Regions from separate parts of the Sus scrofa genome. Here region 2 is linked to region 1. A link is a contact called in public HiChIP or PLAC-seq data. All regions are on one chromosome and are shown on one strand. The core of a region is the stretch at or near the end of the contact, and the rest is flanking DNA. Distances in the headings are between cores, read along the strand shown.

Evidence for each region. HiChIP or PLAC-seq counts read pairs in DNA pulled down with a chosen protein or histone mark.
Region 2: a contact with region 1 is called in an H3K27ac HiChIP or PLAC-seq map of alveolar macrophages. The contact joins two enhancer-like sites. A contact is called at or near these places in 2 of 2 datasets of contacts at active chromatin or transcription factors (alveolar macrophages and skeletal muscle).

The regions. Positions count from the first base shown.
Region 1 is chr14:90,614,157-90,619,728 of Sscrofa11.1, reverse strand. It overlaps LOC100522401 (WASH complex subunit 2A), which reads right to left. Exons shown (of 33, transcript XM_003133111.6): 18 at 5,371-5,472; 19 at 3,162-3,293; 20 at 1,179-1,345. Among named protein-coding and RNA genes, the nearest start is that of ZFAND4, 27 kb to the left of the region's middle. Within about 2 kb of position 2,043, at least 1 of the 83 cell types and tissues checked has an H3K27ac peak or open chromatin away from gene starts, as enhancers often do. A contact at or near this core is called in alveolar macrophages, where this site is marked.
Region 2 is chr14:90,872,111-90,877,682 of Sscrofa11.1, reverse strand. The region is part of intron 4 of ALOX5 (arachidonate 5-lipoxygenase); the gene reads left to right. Among named protein-coding and RNA genes, the nearest start is that of ALOX5, 32 kb to the left of the region's middle. Within about 2 kb of position 2,247, at least 10 of the 83 cell types and tissues checked have an H3K27ac peak or open chromatin away from gene starts, as enhancers often do. A contact at or near this core is called in alveolar macrophages, where this site is marked.

The sequences.
Region 1 (5,572 bases), core at 794-3,293:
CTATGACCCACCATATAGTCCATGGCAATACCGGATCCTTAATCCACTGAGCAAGGCCAGGGATCGAACCCAGTCCTCATGGATACTAGTCAGGCTCATTAACCGCGGAGCCATGACAGGAACTCCCAATTGCCTCTTTATGCTACTACCTTCAGTTAAAATTTCTGAGTAATCACTTAAGGATCTAAAGAAAAATATACACACACACACATACACATTTGCCAGGGAGTTTCTCTGAATTCACAGCTAATCTGGCAGCACATTACAATACAAACCACAGCCCATGCTCCCTCTACATAACCTGCTGCCTTTTAGTCGGAGCCTTAATGTGTAGGAGCATTTATTTTAGCTACGGGTTACCAGTTGTGATACAGCGCAACTCTGCAGAGAACCATCCTCCTAAAAAACTACAACAAACTGTACTTAAACCCCTAACAAAGAAAAATAATCTTTTAGGCTAAAAAAAAAAAAAGATAACTAGAGGAAATCAGATAAGGACCCACGAAGAAAAACATTTCCGAGGACCAGGGAGAATACTTGGCAAATGAAAATCAAAGACATTCTCATTTGCACAATTACCAGTTAATGAATGATCAGCATGCCACCTCCAGCAACTGACACCTTGCACCTGATACACAAATGCTGAGGAAATTATTTCTTTTTTCTTTTCTTTCCTTTCTTTCTTTTTTATTTCTTTTTTTTTTTTTTTTTTTTTTTGTCTTTTTGCCATTTCTTGGGCCACTCCCACTGCATATGGGATGTTCCCAGGCTAGGGGTCCAATCAGAGCTGTAGCCGCCGGCCTACACCAGAGCCACAGCAACGCCGGATCGTTAACCCACTGAGCAAGGGCAGGGATCGAACCCGCAACCTCATGGTTCCTAGTCGGATTCGTTAACCACTGCGCCACAACGGGAACTCCCTCTTTTTTATTTCTAAATGGCCACAACCGCAGCATATGGAAGTTCACGAGCCAGGGACTGAATCGGAGCTGCAGCTACAGCTTTAACCCACTGTGCCAGGACTGGGGATCCTTCGACCCACTGCATGCATCAGGATTGGGAATCAAACCTGCAACCTTCACAGCAAACCAAGCCCCCGCAGTCAGATTTTAACCCACTGAAACACAGCAGGAACTTCCAAACGCTGATGAAATGATTTCTTATGATGACAGTCTCACCTGTTCTTAGCAATAGCAAACAGATCATCCTCATCCTCCTCCTCAAAGAGGCTGGTCTTCTTCACGGTCTTAACTTCTTGGTTCTGGGGGGCCACAGAGTCCCTAAGTTCTCCTTTAGACTTGTCAGTTGCTGAGTTGGTCTGTGAGACAGTAGTATTCCACTGGTCCTTAAAGTATAAAACATACATTAAAATCCTGTGGCAATTCAGATTAAGAAACCTGAGCAGTAAAAGAAAATTCACATTCCTTAAACTAAGTATATCACTTCTGAAGAAAGCTCATGTCCAGGACTTTACTGAACTCAAATCTAGATGGCTGGGTTCTTTGGCCTCACAGACCTTCTGCGTCTTCCTCCCTCACCACCTGCCACAATGTTTCTCTATGACCCTACTCTGTGTTGGGACAGGGAACTAACTCAACTTCAGAGATCACAATTCATGACAGAGGGGGATGAGAAGGAGAAGGAACATTTTAAGTCAAGAACTCTCAACTTTGGAGGAGAATAACGCTGGAATTTAAATTTTTAAAAATCCCAAAGCAGACTGGGAAAAAAATGTATAAAAATCTCATGCAAGGTAAACAAGACAATGAAAACTGCTAGGGATCCTTTCACAACAAAATTCTGAATCTGGCTTTTAGGAAGCATCTAAGGAAACCTCACCTAGTTATTATGCTTACCCCCTCAAATCAGGAAAGCCTAAGCCCTTGCTTAAGTGGTCCTGTGGGTTCTGGAATCTAGAGCTTTGCAAACCAAAGTGAGGTCCACAAGCAGAAGCTTCCGTTACACAGAATCTCAGTTCTACCCCCAACTTTCTCAATCAGAGCCTGCTTTTGTAACAGGATGCCAGGTGATTTCTTCACAGTTATGGTTTAAGAAGTGTTGCCAAGAGCAGTGACATTTGACACTGACCACACACTGGGATCCCCAAAAGAGCTTTAGAAAATTCCAGTGACAGGCCATACCCCCAAAGCAATTAATTCAAAATCTCCAGTGGTAGAATCTGGTAGCAGTACTCTTTAAAGTTTTCCAGCTGGTTCCACTGGGCAGCCCAAGGTTGGGTCACTGTTATATATAATTTATCCATATACCTTATAACCTCATAACTTATCTATCTTGTTAAAAGAGGAAGGTTTTTAATGCTCACAGTTTTTAACATCATTATATTTAAAGTCTTTTTCTGTACAGCTAAATATGAATAGCAGCTTAATACAGTTTAACTGTATTCTCAACTAGTTCTGCTACTATGTATCTAGACAGACAATGAAGACATTATGTTAAGACCATTATAGAAAAGGAGTTAAACCAGCTTAGGCTAGTCCTACCATATCTAGCCACACTTCTTTTTTTGGCTATGCCTACAGCATGCGGAAGTTCCCAGGCCAGGAATCAAATCCACAACACAGCAGCCACCCAAGCCACTGCAGTGACAAGGCTGGATCTTAACCCACTGTGTCACAAGACAAATCCTAGCTATAGTTATTAATTAATGAAATACAGAGAGCATTAACAATGTAAAATATGATCTAACTCATCTGCATAAGCATATATTACAATTTGAAGGCCATACTTATTTTATTCCTAAGCATTTTGGAAAGATTAATCTTTAATTTAATATATCATACTAAATATCCTTCTTCAAGAATAGAAAGACAGGAATTCCCATCGTGGTGCAGTGGTTAACAAATCCGACTAGGAACCATGAGGTTTCAGGTTCAATCCCTGGCCTCGCTCAGTGGGTTAAGGATCTGGTGTTGCCGTGAGCTGTGGTGTAGGTCGCAGATGCGGCTCGGATCCCGCTTTGCTGTGGCTGTGGCACAGGCCAGCAGAAAAAAAAAAAAAAAAAAAAATAGAAAGACAGTCTTGTCAACATAGTCTTTCACTAGATTTAAAACAGGCAGAAAAGAAAATGTTTAAGACAGCCAAAACACTTAAATACATCAAACCATCTGCTATTCTTCTCTAGGAGATAACTTCTAACCCACCTCCTCATCGCTGCTAAACAATAAGGCAGATGCTTTCTTTTTGGAAGGCTCAGAGGGCTTTGCTTTCTCTTGGCTCTGAGTTAGTAGAGATGATGTCTGCTTCTTAGCAGTTGTAGCCCCAAAAAGATTATCCTAGAAAAACAAATGGCAAGAGATTATGACAACTTTGTACATACAAAACAAAAAACACATTCTCTCATGTCAAATTGTTAAAGAATAAGTCTCTAGTCAAGTGAAAAATATACATAACACTTTTTGGGGGGGCGGGGGAACACCACACAATGCTAGTAAATCCCACTTCTCTCTTATGTATAACCCTACAACAGCCAACAATCTTCTCTAACTGTATCCATCCACAGAAGGGAAACATACCACAGAATTCAAAGCCAGAACACCTGGCAGATGGGGAGTAATATGAGGACAAGGTCACATACATAGGAGGGAACCTAGCTCCATGCAGTCCCCCTGTCGTGGGCCCTCTGTGATTATTAGGGACCCACAACCTTAGCTGGCCTGAAAGCAGTACAGCCCCCTGTGCAGCCAGGAACCTGTACCATTCTTTCTATGAATTAGAACCCAGGGCAATGGATAAGAAGAAAATAGGGAGCTTTCTTCATTCTTTACATCTACAGACACCAGGGACAGAGGGAAGGAATGGCTTGTGTTTCTGGTTAATTATAAAAAGACAATACAAACTTAAGACATGGTTTACTAAATAAAATCACTGGCCTACTAAGAGCCAATTCTTATAGGTTCAATGGCATTTGTAAATTTTTGTATAGCTAAGCCCTCCAAAAGTACCCATTAAGATACTTTTTATTTAAATAAGAGGAACAAAATGGTCAAAAGGCCTGAACCCAAGCTAGAAAAAAAAACACTCTTAAAAACATACAACAGGGAGTTCCCGTCGTGGCGCAGTGGTTAACAAATCTGACTAGGAACATGAGGTTGCAGGTTCGATCCTGGCCTTGCTCAGTGGGTTAAGGATCTGGCGTTGCCATGGGCTGTGGTGTAGGTCGCAGACGCGGCTCGGATCCCACATTGCTGTGGCTCTGGTGTAGGCCGGTGGCTACGGCTCCGATTAGACCCCTAGCCTGGGAACTCCATATGCTAGGAGTGGCCCAAGCAATGGCAAAAAAAAAAACAAAAAACCACACACACACACAACAGGTGAATAGTCCTGAGGTGTAAAGATTCAATAAAGGAAGCCCTTAAGGAAAGTTGGGCAGGTAGGAAAGGCCGTAAGAATAATGAACTGGCACTAACTGGGGAGACTAATGACAGAGATAACATTTACTATGTACTTACTACTTGCCAGGTGCTATGCTGAGGGCAGTGCATTAGTTGTTTTAGCTGTCACAATGACCCTATATACTACTAAGCCAGAGGAGATTCAGAAAAGTCAAGTTATTTGCCCAAGGTCCCTGATTTGCCTGTGGTACAACTAGGGATCTAATGCCAAAGCCATTAGCTTAGCCACCACACAATACTGCATAAGGAGGAAGGTTTGGTTTGCCTTCCTTCTCATTTCTTTACTTTGCTTTCTTTCATTTAGGGTAGGAAAGAAAAGCAAGGTGATGGCACGACTGCCTTCTCCCTCAACTCCCATTTTATCCCAGACATTCCTATAGATCATTGGGGTCCATCCCTACAAGGTATTTCTTAAAGGCAGATTTTAAATATGAAATCTAGGGAGTTCTGTTGTAGCTCAGCAGCTACAAACCTGACTATTATCCACGAGGATGCAGGTTTGATCCCCAGTCTTGCTCAGTGGGTTAAGGATCTGGTGTTGCCGTGAGCTGTGGTACAGGTCACAGATTCAGCTTTGGATGCCACATTGCTGTGGCTGTGGCATAGGCTGGCAGCTGCAGGTCCGATTCCATCCTTGGCCTGGGAACTTCCATATACCGCTGGTTGGCCCTAAAAAAACACAAAAAAAAAAAAAGAAAAAAGAAAAGAAAAATCTTAAAGCTTTACACAGAGCTGGGTCAAGAAAATCTAAGGTCCTGCCCATTGCACAGCTAAGAGAAACGTAAGAAGAGAGTCAATGAAATAAAAACAATTGTTTTTGTTACGTAAGCCTCAGAGAGCTTGACTGTTTCCATATCACTTTGTTCTAACTGTATGAGCCTCTGGTTAAAGCTACATCAGCACTGATTTTCTGCTAATCAAAGACTTGATTATCCTGTGATGCAGTAACAGTGTTTACCTCTTCATCTTCATCATCAAAAAGCGAGACTGAGGTGGGGAGTTTGCTAGGCAGGGGAGATGCATCTTTCGACTTATTCACACTTTGAGAAGAAAACAAATCCTGTCGGATCAAGATGAAAGTTGCTGGTTAACAAAATGTATTGGTTCTTAAAGCATCAGAGGAAAACACTAAAGACTATGACATGGCTGCAGTGCTTCCA
Region 2 (5,572 bases), core at 998-3,497, 260 kb before region 1:
GGAAAATAAATTTGTAGCAGGAAATGTAGGGGGAAAGAAGAGTCCCACCCAAAAGGCAGACAAACCTGGAAGTGTTTAATTATAGTCACCAAAGTAGCAGGGGTTTTTTTGGTTTAAAATGGGTCATAAAATTATGTTAACACCAAGAGTTCCCATCGTGGCGCAGCAGAAACGAATCTGACTAGGACCCATGAGGACGCAGGTTTGATCCCTTGCCTCACTCTGTGGGTTAAGGATCCGGCGTTTCCATGAGCTGTGCTGTAGGTCAAAGATGCGGCTCAGATCTGGCATTACTATAGCTGGCATTATTAGAAATGCTGTGGCGTAAGCAGGCAGCTACAGCTCGAATTCAGCTCCTAGATTGGGAACCTCCATATGCCATAGATGTGGCCCTAAAAAAAACAAAAAACAACAACAACAACAAAAAAGATATGTTAACACCAATCATAAAGCAGTTTCCTTTAGAAGGGGTTTGTTCTGTAGTCAGATTAGTTTGGAAACCACTGCAATCCCTACAGCAGTGGTTCTCAAATTATAGCTTGCATCAGAATCTCCTGGAAGGCCTGTTAAAATCTGGACTTGTGGACCCACCCCCAGAGTTTCTGATTCAGGAGGTCTAGGATGGGCCTGAGAGTCTGCATTTCTAATAAAGTTCTGGGGGTGTTGATGCTGCTGGTCCATGAGGTTATACTTTCCTGGAAAGAAAAAAAATCAGTTGATCTATTAAAATTATAGTACCAAGTATCAATTCATCTCTAATTACCCTTTAAAAGCAAAAGGTCACCTTATTTAGAGCCTGGTCAGCTGCACTTGTTTCAAACTCTGCGAGAGTTATATGTTTTCTGACCCATGTCCTTCCTATGATACATGGCTGATGCTGCCTAGCTGCTAGAATTGCTGTGATTTAAATGAACTCATGTAGGCAGTGCCACTATGGTGAGGTCTAGCACACTGTGTGTGAGTTCCCTCTTGTTTCTCCATTCTATGTACTTGGGAGGACTTTCTCCTCATTCCAGAGCCCAAAGAAGGAGACTGGCCAGGGAGGTGTCATCTCAGGCTCTGTCATTGCCTGTTTTCTGGCTTTTAGGAGATTCTTCCACTCCCAAGGGATCCGGTCCAGAGGAGCAGCCAGTCCTTTGACAAATGCTTATTGAGCTCCTGGGGGTGGGGACCTGAGATGAATCAAAAGTGGACCCTTGGTCCTGACACCAAGAGGCTTACCATCTAGAGGGGACCAAGCTGTGGACAGCACATCACAATAGCATGTGGTAGATATTCCTTAAGAAAGGAGTACTGGGAACACTTGAGGCAGCGAGGAATCTCTGAGGAGACAGCACCAGGAAAAAAGTTTTCTAAGAGAGAAGCCCAACTTGGGCCTTGAAGGATTCATTGGAGTTCACCATGGTGATTGGAGGAGCAGAGGGGATGGTATTTCAAGGCAGTGAGAATTCCAGGATTGAGGAGGACCAGAGTGGGGGCCTCTGCAGGGAAGTGGTACTGAGTCTGCCAATGCAGGGAACTGGGCAAGGATCTCAGCCTTTACGAGGGTGGAGGTGTAGGATCATGGGGGTTTGAAGCATGAGGTCCATGGGGCTCAGCATTTTAGTGTCAAGAAGAAGGGGGTTGGCTGTCAGATGCTTCAGAGAGATCAGGGGAGTTTAGAGCTGACTTTTTGGATAGAGCCACTAAGAAGTCACCAGTGCCCTGGGTGAGGACATGTGGAGGACAGGGGAGTACATAAAGAGGAACCTATAGGTAAATACTCTTCTGTGAATTGAATGTGAAGGTATAAGGGGGATGAGTGAATTAGACAGAAGGACCTGGGGAAGCAGAGAGCAAAGGGCTGTGCTGTAGCCTGGATTATGAATTTGTCCTCTGGTCCGCCCAGAACACCACAGCCTAAGGCTGCAGACTTTACTGTTAACAGTAAGTGATAATCATAGTACTAATCGCTAACATTTGTTGAACCCCTTTTACATACCAGTGCCTTCTCTATCTCATGTCAGCCCTGTGAGGCAGGGACAATCACTGTGCCCATTTCATGGATGAGGACACTGAGGCACAGAAGGTTAGGGATTTGGCCAATGCCAGGTGGCTAGGAAGAGATTGGGCTGGGATCTTAGGCCAGGCCCTTAACACTCTTTGCTGACCTGCCTCCACTTCAGCTGCCCTCTCTGGCCTCGGCCTGACCTTGCATGTGGACTCCCAGCCCCACCCAGGACTCTTGTGTCCAGGCCCCAGCACAGGAACTGGGGCTCTGAGACCCCCTAGTGGTCTGATGGGGAAACAGCGCCTACCCTGTACCTGGCAGCCCTTCTGCTCTGAAAATCCCTGACAGAAAAAACCCAGAGCCAGGACCTGGCCTGCGTCCCGAGGCTCCCATCATTGAGCTGCTGCCTGTGGAACACTGAAACTCAGGCCAGAGATCACCAGAGGCCTTTCCCCTGAGCCTCCGCCTCTGGGCAGCTTGGTTTCCTCACCACTTCTGGATAATTCTGGCGAGTTTCCTCCAAGCCACCTGCTCTGCCTGGTACAAGGCCCGCCCTCCAGTAAGCCTTGCCACCCATGCCAAAGAGCAAAAGCATGAAATGGGAAATGGAGAAGCTGTAGGAAGAAGGAAAAGGGCTGGGGAAGCAGAGGAAACAGGGGCTCCCGCCTCTGCCAGCATAGGGCCAACAGCTAGTGCCCAGTCCAGGTCAGCCACTCCGTGTGGCTCTTGCCTGGCTGTGTTCTGTTTTTACCTGGCTGTGCCATTTCTTGACCATATAATTACCTGGCTATGTGACCTCAAAAAAAGCCAGGGGCCATCTCTGGCTACAGGTTCCCCTTTGTGTGATAACAGATCTTGAAGTCCCTACTATTCCAGGTGTCTTTAAGCAATATTTTGTATGTAGCAATATTTTGTCTCCAGATATAACTTGCAAATATGTTCCTCCTAACTCCACTTCTTCCGGGATCTGTGGTTTCCTCCGAGTATTGCCAGACCCCACCCTGTTTTTGGTGCCAACCTTCTGTTTTGAAGTCAAAGAGACTCAGCTGGGGGGACCGTGACCTACACGGGGCTGTGACTCACTCCCAGTTCCCCACAAGATGCCGCGGGGTCCAGGACCTCTTTGCAGACCATCTGGTGCTGGGCTTCCTCAGGGCTGGGAGGACCGTAGGCCTAGGAAGGCCTCTCTTCTCCCAGAAATAAGTCCTTTTCCACAGCAGACACTGGAGGTCACAGTGAGGTTTAATCCTCCACCTTAACAAGGGTTTCTGTCCCAGGACATGCAGCCTACAGGGAAGGTAGAGGAGGAGGGCTGGGACACTGGGTGAAGAAGGAGCTAGCATGGCTGGTAGACACTTAGCTGGGAGGCCTGACTAGCAGTGGCGAGGCCGCAACAAATGTGTGTAAAACAAGCATGTGTGTAAAAGCTCTTTCCCCCCCCCCCCCCCCCCCGAGGGTCTGGATAAAAGTGATGATGCTACCAGCCACAGATAGGATTATGCCAGGGTTTTTTCCAGCTCTGAGGTACTGAGCACCTACTGTGTGCAGTCACCACTGCCTAGGCTGTGTTCCACCACATTCCAGGTAGCTGGTTCCTGCAGCTCGCAGAGGTTGCCAGCGTTGTGGTCCCAAGACCCTCCTCAAGAGCAGGATGGCTTCCAGGGACCCCTGGAAGCTGATACAAAGGAGAGAAGCATTTGCTAAATTGAGGCAGGACCCGAAGGGGAGTCTCCAGGTAGGCCCGTGTCATTTTCTACATCAGGTGCCTTTCCCATGCCTGGCTGGGGTGGAGGGGCCCCAGCGTCTCTAGCTTGTGAAACTGACAGTATTAACAGCCTGCACCTAGCCAGAACACAGATTATAACTTGAATCCATGGCCAGGACTCGAACCCAGCCTAAACACAGATTAGGATTTTTATAGGTCTTAAAGGTTTTAAATTAGAATCACTCACCCAGTGTCTGGACTCACTGAGGTTCAGGTTCTTCATGTCTCCGTGCAGAAGGAATTCAGCAAGAGACAAAGTGATAGGCAAGAAATAGATTTATTAAGATAGGACCCTTGTGAGAGATGCAAGCAGGCAGGCACGGAAGCTCTGCCCAGAGGATCCAGTGGGCTACAGTTTTATCATCCAAGGGGAGTGGGGGTTGGAAAAGCCCTCCTCTTGCTTTCTGGAAGTAGTAGCTCCTCCTTAGTATCTGGTAAGTATCTGCAGGAGGGTGGTTCTCAAACTGCTGCCCCTGGTCTGAATCTGAATGCAGGCCTCATCCCATCCCCCACCTAAGAACCTGAGGCAATTCTCAGGCTCCACTAATCAAGCGAGCCTGCCTTGTTCTGATGGCTTTTTTGACCAATTTATTGACTTACAGCGATCTCCCAATGTCTCCTAAGTTTCCCTCGTTATCTGTGGTCCTATACTGGGACTTCTAAAAATACCTGTGTCTACTCCATCCCTATCAGGCCTATGCCGTTTTCTGCATCAGGTGCTTTTCCCATGCCTGGCAGGGCTGGAGGGAGCCCAGCATCTCCAGCTTGTGTGCTGAGTTCCCATCTTTGGTCAGTGGAGCTTGCTGCCTTTGTGCATGCTGACGGGTGGCACCCCTGGGATGCTGTACAAAGCCCTCTGTCCCTGTCAGCTTTGTACTTTATCTGCTGTCAGTGCTGCAGAGGGGGCATTACAGAGCCTAGCCTGGGGGAAGGGATAGCTTCATAAGATCAAAGGAGGAGTGGGGTTCACCAGGCAAGCCCTCCAGATACACTCACCCCATATGCTCAGGAGGAGAAGAAAGGGGGTAACAGAGGGAGGGAACCATGCATGCCAAGGCCCCCAAGTCAGGACCTACAAGAGACAGAGCTTGTAGGAAGCCTGAACCCTGGAGGAGAGGGCAACAGTTACTGGTGGGGGCAGAGGGGGGTGGGGGGGAACAAGATGACTGCTTGTCACTCTCAGCTGTGTGTGTCAGAGAGGGAAACTGAGGCAGGGCTGTCACAATAAGCACTGGCCAGAATTCCCCCACCTCCATCCCGCACCTTGCTAGGGTTATGGAGGGAAGCCAAGAAAGCCTCTTCCTGCCTTTTCTACCTTTCCCAGACCCATCCCATACCTGCCTCCTCCAGGAAGCCCCCAGGGTTGCCCAGGCCACTTAGATCTGACTCCTTATTGCCTGCAGCCTGCGTTTTGGATTTAGCAAGTTCCAGTCCTGAGTTATTTTGCTTTCTTGTGCGATGAGTATTTGGAAGCTGTGCCCTCCTCAGCACCAGGCACAGAGCCAGGGGTAGGCAGAAAGCAAATGAGGGATAAACCCCACTGAACCGCTCATCCTCCCAAATCCAGGAAACTCGGGAGAGCCCCTGCATAAGATACAGTACTCTGTCCCTGGAAGCTTGCATTGACTGGGTGCAGCAAAAAGTATGATGAATGAATGAATGAAGGCATGGACCAGGGCGTGCATGAAAGAGTACAGAGCACTGTGGACTGCCAAGAGCAGACAGCCAGCCTCTTTCTTAGGGAAGGTGCAAAAGGAAGAGCATGGTTGTGGGTGCCATTTTCTGTCCTGGTTCCACAAGGCCAGTCAGCTGCCCTC